Regions from separate parts of the Anas platyrhynchos genome. Here region 2 is linked to region 1. The links are chromatin contacts, called in public Hi-C maps. All regions are on one chromosome and are shown on one strand. The core of a region is the stretch at or near the end of the contact, and the rest is flanking DNA. Distances in the headings are between cores, read along the strand shown. Region 1 holds the start of RNASET2 (ribonuclease T2). Region 2 overlaps RPS6KA2 (ribosomal protein S6 kinase A2).

Region 1 (7,657 bases), core at 3,731-6,230:
AAACCTGAATACAAGAGTTCCCTAATATTATACAGCACTTAATTTCCTTGCTTAGAAAAATATAATCTTTCACCTGTATTTGAAATAGTAGGTGAATTTCCACAATGACAACCAACAAGTTCTCCTAAAATACATGTTTTGGCTAATGATAGGTCAGAAAGTTAATCTAGGTTATTTAAAAATGTAAGTTTTAGAAACTTAAACTCAGTACTAGAATCCAAGGAAAGACATTTTCAATACATCAGGAATGTCTCCCTTTGTTTTCAACAGAAGTTACCCTGCTCCATGCAGTTCAGCACTGTGCCTCTATTCAGAGGTGCTATCACTGTTGCCACCATGGCCAAGCCATAGCTCAAGTCCCATGAATTTGAGAAACTTCAGGACAGTGTCTAAGTCACCAACAAGTCAACATCTGAGCCCAGATTTTGCCAAGTGCAGCAATAACCAAAAGGCTGCACACCTAGCCCCAGCTGGGATGCTGTATGAAAAAAAAAAAATTAAAATTAATGGAACTGAGAAAATAGCATGCAAAAAGAAAAAAGAAAAAAAAAAAGGCCAAACAAGCAAGCAGAAGTATACAGTTGGTGCAATTCATCCCATAGGAGTAATTGCAGTTTTTATTGGTTTTTATTTTTAATAAAGCTCTCCTTCTAGGCATGCCCTCCACTCCCCCAGCTAACGTATGTGAATCACTTTACCAGTCTATGAAAAAATACATTAAAACACATCAAAAATAGCACATAGTAAAGCAAGAAAAGTTACACTCATTAGAAGTTAAACTATAATGTTCTGCCTTTAAGAAATAACTATTATGATTTTCATTTTTAATCATATCTTACCTCTGATGGAATTTATCTGAAGTACACCAACAACATAACGCCATAGAAAAACAACCCAAAATCCAATAGTGCAACTTAGCAGGCTTCATTTTGTTAATCAGATAGCTGTAAAAAAAAAAAAAAAAAAAAAAAAAAAAAAAAAAGTTGTTAAAGGAAATCTTTTACTTATCCAATTACAAGTGTAGAAACACAGAAAAACAGAAGTACTTCAGAAAAAGCAGGCAATATCAACTCTACATTTACAATGACTAAAATGAGGATCTTTTTCAAGGATATGCCTGATTTTCCAGTTTTTATATTCTAACTTTCATAAACTAATGGGTGAGATCAGCTTTGAGGGTTTTTCTTTGGTTGGTTTGTTTTTTGGACTCAGAAGAACCCCTCTCCAATAAACAAAGATGCATACACTTCCCATGCAACTGTACTTTAGGAAATGTAAGACTATACTTGTGGTCAGCTCATGTGCTAGGAGTGACTCATTAAAGAAACCTTGAAGTTAACATTGGACATTCATGTTGGATTGACCAAGGCTGATATTAGAAACCCACTGTAAGTAAAGTATGATGTCTAAGGATGAAATTCCCTCCAAATGCAAGTCAGCTACTAAAATGATGTTTAAAAAAAATGCTGCTAAAAACAAATTAGTGCCAGTTCTTGTTATAAACCTGTAAGAGCCTCTACAAAAACAGGCATTTGACTGGTCTACCTATCACCTTGTGAACCCTGGAAATCAGGGGAAAAAGACAAACAAACAGAAAACCACCTTAACTTTCACCAACAGGCAACTTTCACTCAGCACAAGTCTAAAAACCACAAATGCTTACTGTACAAATACAGCACAGCATTTCAAATGCTGCCTCTTAGATGCCAGAAATAGGAGCACAAGTACATATTTACATGCAATTTTTAACGCCTTACCAAACCTACTTTCCAACTTCCTCATTTTGACAGCCCCACAGACTGCAGCACATGCAGATACGCTGTGTATAGTCTATGTCCCCCTTCCAAGAACACTCACTACACAACTGATATCCCTTTTTTTTCATGAAGGCTTTAAAATTAATCCTCTCTTATAACGGCCAAAAAAAAAAAGCCCATTTTGACGGCAGTAAAGACTGCTGATTCAGCCATAACAGCTAACTTTAGGAAATTCATTGCAATTCTAATCCACAGCTGTTTATACGCAAGAGTCCATTTCTCCACTGTTATCATGCGACTGGACCAAGTTACAAGCCTGACACCTGCACTTCTGCAAAACATCTGTGGCAGAGCTCCTCTACACAGGAGATGGACTCCCAGCTTGCAAAATGTGTCAAAACTTCAGTACAGGTGTGGGGTTGGGGCAGTAACTGTCTACCAGTTACTACCCAGATAGATTTATTACAAGTTTTTGCCAAATTGTAAAGGAATTGCAGACATTAAGCTACTTATTTATTTCAAATGTTAATGCTTCTATAATTTGTGATGGATATACATATTATCAAGGTAAACAGCATAGCCTACTTTAAGATACAATGTCACTAAACAAACCTTACCTGGCAACTTTTTCTGACCTAGTTTCAGAAAGAGACAGAGAGAGAGATGCAGGATTTTCACTAACAAGGTGAAAATGAGCACACAAAAAAAAATCATGAAACTTACTGTGTGCTATGTCATATACAAAAGTGACTAATAATGTAGAACTAAACTTTTGATAAAGATAGCCAAAACAAAACAATTTCTGTCATATAAGATGTGTTATATTCATGTACTGTACACACACAAACCAAAAAAAAAAAAAAAAAGTAAACAATTAACTGCAGGATATTCAATTTCCTTAGGAGTTCTGCATTTAAAGTGAATTTGAGTCTTTTCACTTGAACAGCAGGAATTAATAAAGTGATACTGAGCTTTATAGACCTATTTATGATTTTACCTACTGCTATTTTAATTCGACAACCAAGCAAGCAAGACAGCTTTTTGCATGATAAACCACATAGCCAAGTTAAAACACTGAGAGACAAAAGGAGCCTTCACATAAGATTCTGCCCTGCCTCCAAAATCACATTTCTTCAGACAGATGAAAGTACCAAGTAAAGACAATAATGTTACACAGAGTAATCAGAAAGGCTACACTGTAGAAGAGTCTGGGAGAAAAAACAAACATCTTCAGGAAGTAGACTGTGAAAGAAAGATAAAGTAGCAAACATTATGACACTTCTTTTGCAAACTGGTATGACTTAACAGGACAGGCAGGCACAAAGAAATGGCTTTTTCCAGAGACAAAGTTGCAAAAAAGCATAAAGACAATAATCTCCTTTTTCATTTGAGTCCTACATTTGGTCAAATAACAGCTTGATTTGGGGCTTCAGAAAATGCTGTTATCTGATCAATGGAATAATGTTTATTCTGCATATTGCTTTGGCCCCTGAAACTGAAGCATAAGGACAACAGGGACAGCAAATAGCTCTAATAGCCCCTAAACTTTTATATAAGAAGGACACTTTCCACTGATAAGCAACACATGCTGAGGTTTTAGTTCAGAAGACCCTAGTGGAAACCAGCAAGAAAACAGTGCAGCTATGATGACATCATCATGACTGACTGATTACTAGAGTTTGTCTTTTATCAGTCTGTGACATTGATGTTGGGAGAGGAAAATTGTCAGTCTCACCTGAAAAGCACCCAAAGGCCTGAGGAAATACATATCCAAATTAAAACTGTATTAACAACTAAGATGTACGAAGTATGTTCATGTTTTAATGGAAATTTGCTTTGTTTAGTAAATTACACTGGATTTCTAATTCCACACATACGAGGAAAAAAAAAAAAAGACTGGTGTGTAATTAGCATATAATATGTTAATAAGAGGAAACAGAAATTTTGTATTATGAAAGTTAGTTATAAAAAGTCATAATATTCCTAAAGATTGTAATTTGGAGAACCTACAACATAAAATGAAAAATGCACAGAAGCACAAAGTCACTGCTTGAAAATTTAGTCTATTGACTCATTTTCCCTATAGATAAAAGCCCAAGTAATAAGAAGAGCTTCAGGATGATTCTTGGTTTACTGTGTCTGGATACTAATGCAGAGCATTACTACGTGTGTCTGTAACTGTATCAGGACAAGCCCACTTTCAGCTATACAAACACTGCTCTGTGCTGTCAAAATTACCTGCCCAGACTTATCAAGGACTGGACAGAACTTGCTCTTGTAATAAATAGTGACAGGATCTTTAACATGTTTACTGCTGTTTGAATTCTGACACAGCATATTGAATAGACTGTTGACATAGCACATACTTCTTTTGGACGTCAGCAATTAACTTTATTCTACTCCCTTAGTTTCGTTTTGGCTTTTAACAACTAGCTTGACCAATAAAGGTCATGTAAGGTTTCCTGGTTTACATTTAGTTCAGGCGTATAGACTCAGAGAATAGAGAAGAGGCTGCAGAGGAGCACTTAACACATCTGTGAGAGGACTTGCATCGCTAACAGCACAGCTCACAGCCTGCTTGATGTCGGCAGCAGTGGCTAGAGAGCACAGGGCACCTCAGCTACACGGCAGCTAGCAGTGCGAAAAGGTGCACCCAGGCTTGGTGCCATCTCAAGCAGGGGAACACACACCAAGGCAGACAGCCATGTTATTTCTTTCTAGCAATGTTCTCAGCTCTAGCAGTTTTCACCTCCATAGCGCTCTCCCGGCTACCCACTCTTTCCCAGCCTGACTGCTGAGTAACTAGAGAAAGCGCTTTAAAGATTTCCACACGCAGTACTCACGTCCAGCGTCACTGCAGCCCTGTAGCAGGAGTTTCTCAGGCAGCACAGCTGGGGCAGGAGGGCTGGAAGGAGCCTGGGACCGCCCGGTGCTGCGCTCAGCAGCCGCGCTGACTTCCTGGGGAAGTCTCGAGCAAGGCTGCACGCGTGCCCTCCTCGCACATTAACCCGCACACCGCTCCGCTCTGGGCGCGGCGTTACAGCTTTGTTGTTGTTGTTGTTGTTTTTGAGGGGAAAAAATAAAAAATAAAAATCACATTTTAACACAGAGACATTTCTGTACAGAGCGCAGCACGGCCAAGACCTCAGAGAGATGACTGCAAGTGACAAGAGGACACCAAAACTGTCCGTGTCCTCCTCCTCCTCCTCCTCCTCCTGGTCCCGGAGGCTGAGGGCGGAGCGCACCCGGGGCCGCCCGCCCCGAGGAGGCCGAGGCCGCGGCCATGCCGGGCCGTGCCCGCCTCCCCGCCGCTATGGCGGCCCCGGAGCCCCCCGGCCTGCAGGCGGCCAAGGCAGGGCTGTGCCCCGGGGAGAGGGGCTCGGGCCCGGCGAGGCCGCTGCGTGCCCCAAGCGTGCTCAGCCCGCGGGTGAGGGGAGCCAAGGGGCGGCTGATGAGTGAATCGTAAATGCCATGCGGGATTGTTCATCCCCATTGTCTGCTTTGGAGCTATGTCGCAACCGGCCTCCGTGAATACGCTTGAGAAATATGTGGGCAGATCTACTTCCACAAGCAAAGCAGCAGTTGTTTTGAACAAAATAATGACAGCCTTTGTGGTGAAGTCTTTGTTTAAAGTTGCCTTATTACTCCCTGGTAACATATTCTCGTTACGTTTACACAGTAACAAGGAGGATGAGGCAAAACTAATCTTTGCCCACCTGTCTATGGAAACATGAAAATGTCATGCTGAAAGGAGCCAGTGAGCCATCTGCTGTTGTCCCTGGTGGTGTCTGAGGTATCAGAAGTTACAGAAATTTTGTTGAGAGTTAAAATCAATGAAGTTTGCCAAAGCCTTGTATTCATCATTGCTTCTCCTCCCCCTATTGCTGAGGGCATCCACGGCTCCATCTGGCACAGAAATCTTCATCACTGCCCATGAGGAGTCGGCAGCAGACACAGACACTGGGTTATTCTCTCATCCTCAGACCTCATCTTTGCAGAGTAGGGATGAAAAGAGTGAGCTGTCGAGGTTTTGCGCACCAATGCTGATCCTGTTTTGAGGCATAAGAGGGATTTACATTCTGAGGCTGCAGACGAACACTTTGCGTTTTGAGGAAACTAAGCCCAAAAACAAGTTTCCCCTTTAAGGTGGTTTTAAAGGGAGGTTCAAAGCTGATCTGAAATTATGTAGGTATGCAATGAAGCCATGCTTTTATGTCATGGTATCATTACAAAATAGTGTATGTTAATGGAGGCTATTATTAAAATAAGTGTTTTTGGCAAATATGAGAAAGGTAGACAAGGGAGAGCGAGTGACTTTGGATAGATATCACCCTAAGAATTTCCATTTAATATTCATCTATGTACTGGAAACAAGAAAATTGTTAATAAATCAAAAATCTTAAATCAATCATTGTATCAGATGCAGATGCTGACACCTCTAATGAGAAAGAAAGACAGGTTCTATTTTCAGTGTTTTCAACCTTTTTATATCATGAATATATGACTACAAATTACGTACTGAGGGTACGTCAAAACATTTGAAAAATCTCATCTCCTCTTTTCATTCATGAAAAATCTCATCTAAATTTTTCACGAAAAGATCATTTTCCTCAAAAAATTCCAAACAAACTTAATTGTATCTTATGTTTGTAATGAATACTGAAATGTTTTGGTTGGAAAACAATAACAACAACAACAAGAGTTTGGCATGATTCATCTTCTTTAAAGATCTTATATAAAACTCTTCAAAACAATACATTTTTCTACCTTCCAGCAATTTTCATTCAGATTGGGATTTAAGAGTCAAGATAGACTATTATGAGACGGTGGAGTTCAGGATCCTAAGGGCAGAGAGGAGTTTGAAAACCTTGCTCATAACCCTGGACTCTACAAAGATCTGCTTGGAAGAATCCTGTAGGATAAGCTCTTGGAGGTAGGAGGGGTCCAAGAAAGCTAGTTAATATTCAACAATTACCTCATACAAGCAGAAAAACTGTGCATCCCAATAAATAGGAAGCCAGGTAAAAATGTCAGCAGGCTTGTATGGATGAACATGAGCTCCTGACACAAAAAGGAAGCATACAGTTGGTGGAAGCAAGCAGGGGCAACCTGGGAGGAATGCACACATGGAGACCACAAACTAGCAGTGTACCCCAGAGGTGAATACCAGTTTCACTCCTGTTTAACATAGAATCACAGAATCATAGAATGGCATGGGTTGGAAAGAAACTGAAAGACCATCTAGTTCCAACCCCCTGCCATGGGCAGGGACACCTCCCACTAGACCAAGCTGCTCAAAGCCCCATCCAGCCTGGCCTTGAACACCTCCAGGGATGGGGCAGCCACAGCTTCTCTCTGGGCACCTGTTCTAGTGCCTCACCATCCACATGATGAAGAATTTCTTCGTAATATCTAATCTAAAACTACCTTATTTAAGTTTAAAACTGTTACCCATTGTCCTGTCACTACACACTGAAAAAGAGTCCCTCCTCTAGGGTTTTCCCTAGGGAAAAGGGAGGATCAGGAGGGATCTTATACCTGTACATAGATACCTGTAGGGAGGGTCCAGAGAGAATAGAGCCAGGCTATTTTCAGTGGTGCCCAGTGCCAGGACAAAAGGCAATGGGCAAGAACTGAAACACAAGGGGTATCATCTGAACATCATCAGGAAGCACTTTATTCTTACTCTATTTATTGCAGGTGACTGAGACCTGAAACAGGTCCAGGGCAACCTGCTCTATGTGTCCCTTCTTGAGCAGAGGGATTGGACCAGATGACCTCCAGAGGTCTCTTCCAACCAAAACCGTTCTGTGATTCTGTGCTAGGGGCTTTTGTATTTTGTTTCCTTAACACACCTTGATTATTCCCATTGCACAAATAGAACAAATGAATCTTGCTAG
Region 2 (7,006 bases), core at 4,401-6,900, 64 kb before region 1:
TAGCCAAGCTGTAGGATGCTTTACTTGCAAGACTATTAGCAGGAGCTATCATAACTTTGAGTCAAACGACAGATTGTGTGTTTGGGCTGAGGTCACTCAGATTCAACAAAACCAAAAATAAACCTTTGATGGCTCAGTGCAACACAGCATCACACCTTACAGGGAAATAGTCATACTACAATAGTACAAATAAAGGGCTAAAAAAATGAAAAAATGTATTTTAATAGATAACAATGCCAGAACTAGAGGAGGTATGAGCCATAAGTAACAGGAAAGGAGGAAAGGAGGAGGGGGGGAGGAAGAAAAACACATTGGAGTCCTGTGCTTTTTAGCAGCTTCTGGAAAATATTCTAAACTGCCCAGAGTTCCTCCATTTACAGACCTAACATATCAACCAAATACAAAGAATACTTAGAGCTGATGTGGGTTGAATTAAAAATATCTGCCATCATTTTTATTTTTTTTATGTTAGAAGAAATAGATGTGATCTGCTTTATAAATTCATGTCTAAGGAGAGCCATTCACCTTCATCCACTTGCCCCTACCTAAAGCCCTGGCTTGAGCTGCCTGTCCTGGCTCCTTGCACCATCTGGCAGTGTTTCCCAAACTACTGACTGATATGATTCATTAAACAACAGACAGCACTTTCAGGTCAACCTGTATCATCATAGAAGTTTTTAAATCAGCGTTCAAAGAAATGAAATGAGAAAAGACTGAAGAGCTACTTTGATTTTCCCAATGCTGATCTACTCCTAACTGATAAAATTGCATGTTTTCTAAACAAGGCAGACCTCTACTGTTGGATAAAGTTACTGCAAGCTCAACAAATACTCATTTACCCCTGAATGATTTCATTGCTCTAGCTAAAGGTCACAGCTACACACTGCAATTCAAGGCACTTGCAATTAAAGAGCAAGATAAACACACGTACCACAAATACCAAAACGTGTCATTACAGCCCTGCTTTAGATTGGCCCAAACTGAGCTCTGTGACACCGTTATTAATGCATGCCACCTAGAAAGGTACAGTAACCCAAACAGCATTGAAACCCTGACAGATTTAAACTGATCACTGTATCCAAGCTACCCAGTGCCAGCCTCCCACTGCACCAGTTGCCATGGCCTGCAGCACTGCTGTATCCCTGCAACTGCTTCCAGCACAGTCCTAGAGTTGGTGTGCTGTTTATTTTGTTAGCAAACAACAAGCACTTCTCCTGCACCTTCCATTAAAATGGCAGACTGGGATTGAGAAAGAAACACAGAATGGATCTTTCCTTATCTATAATGCCATAACAGGAGGGGAAATAATATAATAAAGCTAAAATCCTGATCCTTAGAGTAATTTAGGCTGGAAGAGACCTCTAGAGGACACCTAGACCAACATCCTGAGACGAGCAGAAACCACTCCCAAGTTAGACTGGGCTCAGACTGTATCCAGAAGTGGGATGATTATGGTCCAGGGAGCAGGATTTGGTAGATTTTCGATGGGAGAGTTTGTTTTTATTTTGTGTTTTACACTTAGCTTGGATATGGCTGTGCAGAGAATTATGATGGCGTGTTGTAGCTATGTTATTTACTGTCTAAGAAGCACTCAGTGTTATCTCCCACGCTTATACCACATGGAGTTCCTCAGGGTATAAGGATACATGATGCATATCACACAAAGCAGTTTAAAACTTGTTCATACAAAATGTACTTGGTTGCTCTGCTATAATCCATGCTATAGCTTAACTTCAAGGTCAGAAATACTTACTTGTCATACTGAAGTTTCACCCTGCTTCAGTAGTTTGTTTCAGCTCCCCAGAACCTGCTTCCCTATGTCAAGGACATAAGACATCCCAGCAAGCACTAACCAAAAGGCACAGAACCGCATTACTCTCAGCAGCACAAGCATCATATCAATATCCAAAGCGTGACAATAATGTTACCAAGGCTGTGCCAACACGAGAAGACACTAGAGGGATGGCTGCCCGTCTAGCATGACGTGGAAATATGTCCTTGACCACCGTGACCCCACCACCCAGAGAAGGAAGTCACCACAAGCAGCAAGGGACCACACTTCCCAAAACATCAGGCTCCTGAGGACACACCACTCACTACAGCAACAGTTCTGCCAGAGGCCAGAAAGAGGAGTGAGGCACACGTGAGCTGCCCAGTGTCTGAACTGAAAAATTCCCAAGCACCAGAGGCACTGTGACATATTAAAATTAAAGGAACTGAACTCGATAGGAGCAGCTTCGGAAGCCGACTGTAAGGGCTGTGCAGCTACAGTGCAGCTTGAGTTGAGCCGCACTAGATGTCAGCATTGCCTGCAGGATAGCACGGCTGAAGCCAGCCAAGCACATGCTAAAGATGGGTATTTAGGAAGTGCTGCACAGTGCTTCACTCCCAGACAAATGGGGTTCATGTTTGCATAGCACTAACAAGAATAAAATCTGCTCTTTGCTCTCACAGACACGTGCTGAGAAATAGCGTGCTTTGTCCATAAAGTGCATTCTCCCTCAAAGCTGCTCTAGTCTCATAACTAGATGAAAGCAAGGTTTAAAACCAAGTCAGTGTGTGGCCACAAAACAGTGCAGTCCAGTTTCTGTAGGGAAACAAAGAAGCTGGCACACTTTCGATACCTATTTTGGGGGGAACAACATTCCCAGAAAGAACAGAAAATCAGAGGTGTTCACTAAGAAGCAGAGCTGGCAGAGCCTGTTTTTGCACAGATTGATGGCTGCTGTCCCTCAGGCTCCTGTATGCCCCTTCCCCTGTTTGGACAAGGACAGAGGCAGGCCAGGAAGCCTGCTTGCTAACTCATCACATTGCCCTCTGCTGTTTCTTCCCTTGGAAGGGCACCATTCTCAGTCTCATCTCTACTCATTTGCTGACTTAGCCAAAACTTCTGAGAACACATATCCGTCTAAGGTGTGACCCCCCTTTTTCATGTCTGACTGAAGCTGGCCCCAATTACTGTTGGGGCTGTATTATCAGTGCAATCCTAAGCATTGTCTCTCCAGGAATATGCTGAAGATTTATCCAGTGAAAACTTAGTGCTTAGCACAGATTAAATTCAGAATCTATCAGCTGTAGCCTTCAACAGCAAACTGCTGCATAATTGCTTGCTCACAGGCCATTCCATCTCAGCGTACAGGAGCTTCCAGTACAAGTCTGCAAATCAGAATTATTTTTGTCCCCATGGCAACAGACCGCATATGGTCACACTGCAGTCAGAAGATGCGTCTGCCATTTATTTGCTTGATTCAGCCTAGCTAGTCCAGCACAATATAACAATGCAGCCAAAACAGCATGGGTCAGGCTCTTCAGACACTGACAATACACTTAGTAGCTAAAGCTCATGCTGCCATCCCCTAGCTGGTACTGAACCTACCGTCCCACAAATGCAGAGACACCACAGCACGCTACTGAGCAGCACCTGATAAAGAGATGCACATTGTGTTCTCTGAAATAATTTTGGCACTCATTTTTCAAAAGTGTGATACATTAAATCAACTTTAAGAGATACAGGTCATAGATCATATCCTGTCCCTGCCACCCAAAGAGCATCACCTGAATTAATAGACATAGGACTGGATAAGCAACACTTTCCACACCACAGATGGAGGTACCCAACAGGCTTACTGGTTCAATTGGCACTTTGTCTATGGACGCTTCCAGGTTTGACATGATAAAATCCTCGTTGGTTTTAGTAAGAACATGTCTGAATCCCTCTAATCAACCTTATATTAAAATAAATACATTTGCTTAAAACAACACAGATTTAAAAGTCCCATCTACCGATCAAAACAAGAAAGTGCAGTCCAGTGAGACTATTACATCACAGCAATACATGATGAAAGTGGTTTTAAAGCCAGTATCTCCCATGAGCACAGAAACCTGAGTCCCAGAGTACTGCCGCCTTTGAGCTGCCTCAGACTTATTCTTCAAATTAGCCAAAAAATGAGAAAAAAAAATAACCAAAACAGATGCTTTAATACTATTGTATGCAGTTGGTACCATTTTCTGTCATTGAATACTTATATTAACCTGAACAGGCTAAACAGTGTCTCTTGCAGTAGAGAGCACTCAGCCCCTGAAATACATTCATCTGGGGAGTTATTCCCTTTCTTCATGCAGAGTAGAAAGCTGATCCTGACCTCCCACATCCTTTTTTTTTTTTTAAAAAATAACTAACTATTAGAGAAGTCACACAGGAAGCTCTCCTGCTTCCACTTTAACAAATTCAGTCCACTATTTATTTTGCACTATATGAGATCAAAGTATCTCAGAAACAAGGAGAAACAATTTAAGTTGTTTCAGTCTTGAAGATCTGTTTATGACAATAACTTTGCATATGCAATGCACAGAGAGACTTGGATGCCCAGATCAGTCACCTGACTCTGTAGTACTCCTCCCTTGGCTTCTAACCTCGTAAGGACAAATATTTTTGACATGATGGGAAGAAAAAACTCATTCCTCAAATCTACCTGGTAAAACCCTAGCCTCTCAGGCAGGCCTGTTGTCTTCACACAGAGGACAGCAGTATCTCTCCCCTTAAGCTGCAGAACAGTGTTCAGCCACGTGCATTGTAAGGAAGTCAGCTATTCAGGCCCAGAGAAACTCCCCTGTCCAGCTACTAAAGAGCTAAAGTGTTTTTGTTTTCCTTCTCTCTCCTGCCAGACTATAAGCAAGGAGATTCACCCTGCAATGCCACAGGAGCCACCCAGTGCCTGTATTCTCCACTGCAAAGTGAACAGGATTTGCAGGTGCTCACCATACTCCAGAAAGCCTTTAATTAACACAAAAGAACACCCTAATCTGGGTTAGATTTACTCTTCAAAATGGCACAAATCATTATACCCAGACAGCTAGGAAAACAGCCTACACTGCTGTTCCTGCAGTCAGCATCTGCCTTGTGCAGCATTTATGGTGTCATTAAACGCTCCCCTGAGCTGTCAGCTGGAGACACAAGACCGCGCTGCGTTGCTTGCAGAGAAGTTCCTCCAACTGTTCACGTGTGGAGCATGTCTACATTAAAGGAGAATGAAAGGGGCAGGAGGGTAAGCTAGGGAAAGCAGTACTTTAATGGCCCATTCCTCCCACAGAACCAGGCCCTGATCTCGCTCCAGCTGTACCACTGGGATACTGTGCCTCTGCTCAGCAGAAAGGATCAGAAGTTCTGCTTAAGTTAGCCTGCATAAGTATCCTGTAAACATTTGCTCTGCATGTTTCCTGCTGGCCAGTCTGATTTAGAGAAGCCAGCTATGCCTTTACATATATCAGCAAAGCTGAGGGCTAAAACCTTCAGCAAGAATGAGGATTATTGTGCCAGGAATAAATTATCACGTTTAAGGAGGTTCAGTAGATTGTCATAGCTGAACAACCTCTCCCCCCCTTAATAACATCAGCTAAAAAAAAATTGACTTGGTACTCCAGAAGTACCTTGACTTCACATTCATAACTGTGTCATAAGCAAAACCTGTTAGAAAGGAGGTTCACAAGTGTTCACTGATATTTACAGCTGTTTAGATCACCAAGTAGTAACATTCTTATCTTCCTTTTGCTGTCAGAAGTATGCTTGCAATGCACTTTTAAAGGCCACCAAGACAGCAATCTAAATACCATGACATAGTTGTAATATCTTGAAGGCAAACAAACAAACAAAAAAAGTAGAAATATTTATAGAACAGATATTAGATATAGGCCTTCACAAGCAAACAACACCACAGAAGAAATACAGAAAACATTTCTGTTTAAGCCTACTTCAATTCATTCTGCAATAGCCAGAAGGATTTTCAGCTCCAGCCAGAGGGGATGGATGGATGGGTGGATGGATGGATGGATTTCCCAAGAAAACATCCTGTGGCTGTCCTCTTAACACTACCATGAAAGACTCACCGTAGTACCAGCATCAGACCTGGCAAACTAATCCATTTTACAGTCCAAGTCAAATCCAAGTCATTTTACACACATAGCAAGCACTGCCCATGGCTCCAAGTTTTCTGAAAAGTGAATACTGCAAAGATGAAACATTCCACAGGCAAGAGAAGCAATTGAAATGCCATGCCTATCTATTCTGTACTTATAGCCATAGCACAGTGTACAAAACTTAACTGGCAGATATAACTAAATATAACTAAAGTACCAGAAAATGTAACGACTAAAAATCTCAGGTCCCTACAGCATACTTCCAGCCCGCAAAAATTGGAATTGAATGCAAGTGTCAGGTTTGTTGAAGAGCCTTGGTCAAATTGTCTCATTTTCTCCCGAAGTTGATATGACAAATTATAGTGCTTTAAAGACATCCATTAGAAGAAAGAATAGAAGAAACTGGTAAAAGCATGCAAGAACAAGAATAATTTCCTATTGCCTTATGCAGTCACAACAGTGATTCATCAGCCAGTTAAACAGTTAGTCTATATGGAAGCTGAACTTAAATTTCTTCTTTTCCAATTCAGATATTCTAGCTGGTTTTCACCACAGTTACAGCTTAAAATATTCGATTTTGTTTTAAATGCTGCATTTGCAAAAGTATTCACTGCAGAACTGAAGTATCGGGGAAGTCGAAGTGAGGATCCAGGAGCCACACAGTGTTTGAGTGACTCCCAGCTGATCTCCATGAGGACACCTGCTTGTCTGCCTAAAAGGCAGATAGTTCTCAAATTTCTGCTTCAAACCTAGAGAGACTGCATAGCTCCAGGAAGGGCAGCTGGATTCTGCCTGGTTTCTTCTTCAACAGGATTACATCAGCTTTAGCTAGACAACGCAGCCTCCAGGGTTTTCAAATTCTGTGATGAGCATGAAGGAAACAAAAAAGCACACATTTTTCACTTGCAAACTGAGAATATACCCATTAGTCTTGGGCATTTTTTTGTTATTAAATATTCTTTTTAATGTGGTTACTTCAAGGTTGACTATAAACAGTACATACAGCAACCCTCCCAGCACCAGTTATTTATTCAAAAGCTGGCTCTGAGGACCAAAGAGGTGTGCAAGTCTGCCAGCTTACACACAGCATGAC

The links. Hi-C and Micro-C count contacts between places; a contact is called where the count stands out from the background.
Region 2: a contact with region 1 is called in a Hi-C map of F1 follicle, with 4 times the contacts expected there. The contact joins the enhancer-like site here to the promoter of RNASET2 in region 1. A contact is called at or near these places in 2 of 8 Hi-C or Micro-C datasets (F1 follicle and skeletal muscle).

Annotation. Positions count from the first base shown.
Region 1 is chr3:47,263,914-47,271,570 of IASCAAS_PekinDuck_T2T, reverse strand. RNASET2 (ribonuclease T2) reads right to left here and starts at 4,980. Exons shown (of 10, transcript XM_005019221.5): 1 at 4,601-4,980; 2 at 840-944. The coding sequence starts at 928.
Region 2 is chr3:47,329,030-47,336,035 of IASCAAS_PekinDuck_T2T, reverse strand. All of the region lies in intron 2 of RPS6KA2 (ribosomal protein S6 kinase A2), which reads right to left. Among named protein-coding and RNA genes, the nearest start is that of RPS6KA2, 25 kb to the right of the region's middle. Within about 2 kb of position 5,650, at least 1 of the 8 cell types and tissues checked has an H3K27ac peak or open chromatin away from gene starts, as enhancers often do. A contact at or near this core is called in F1 follicle, where this site is marked.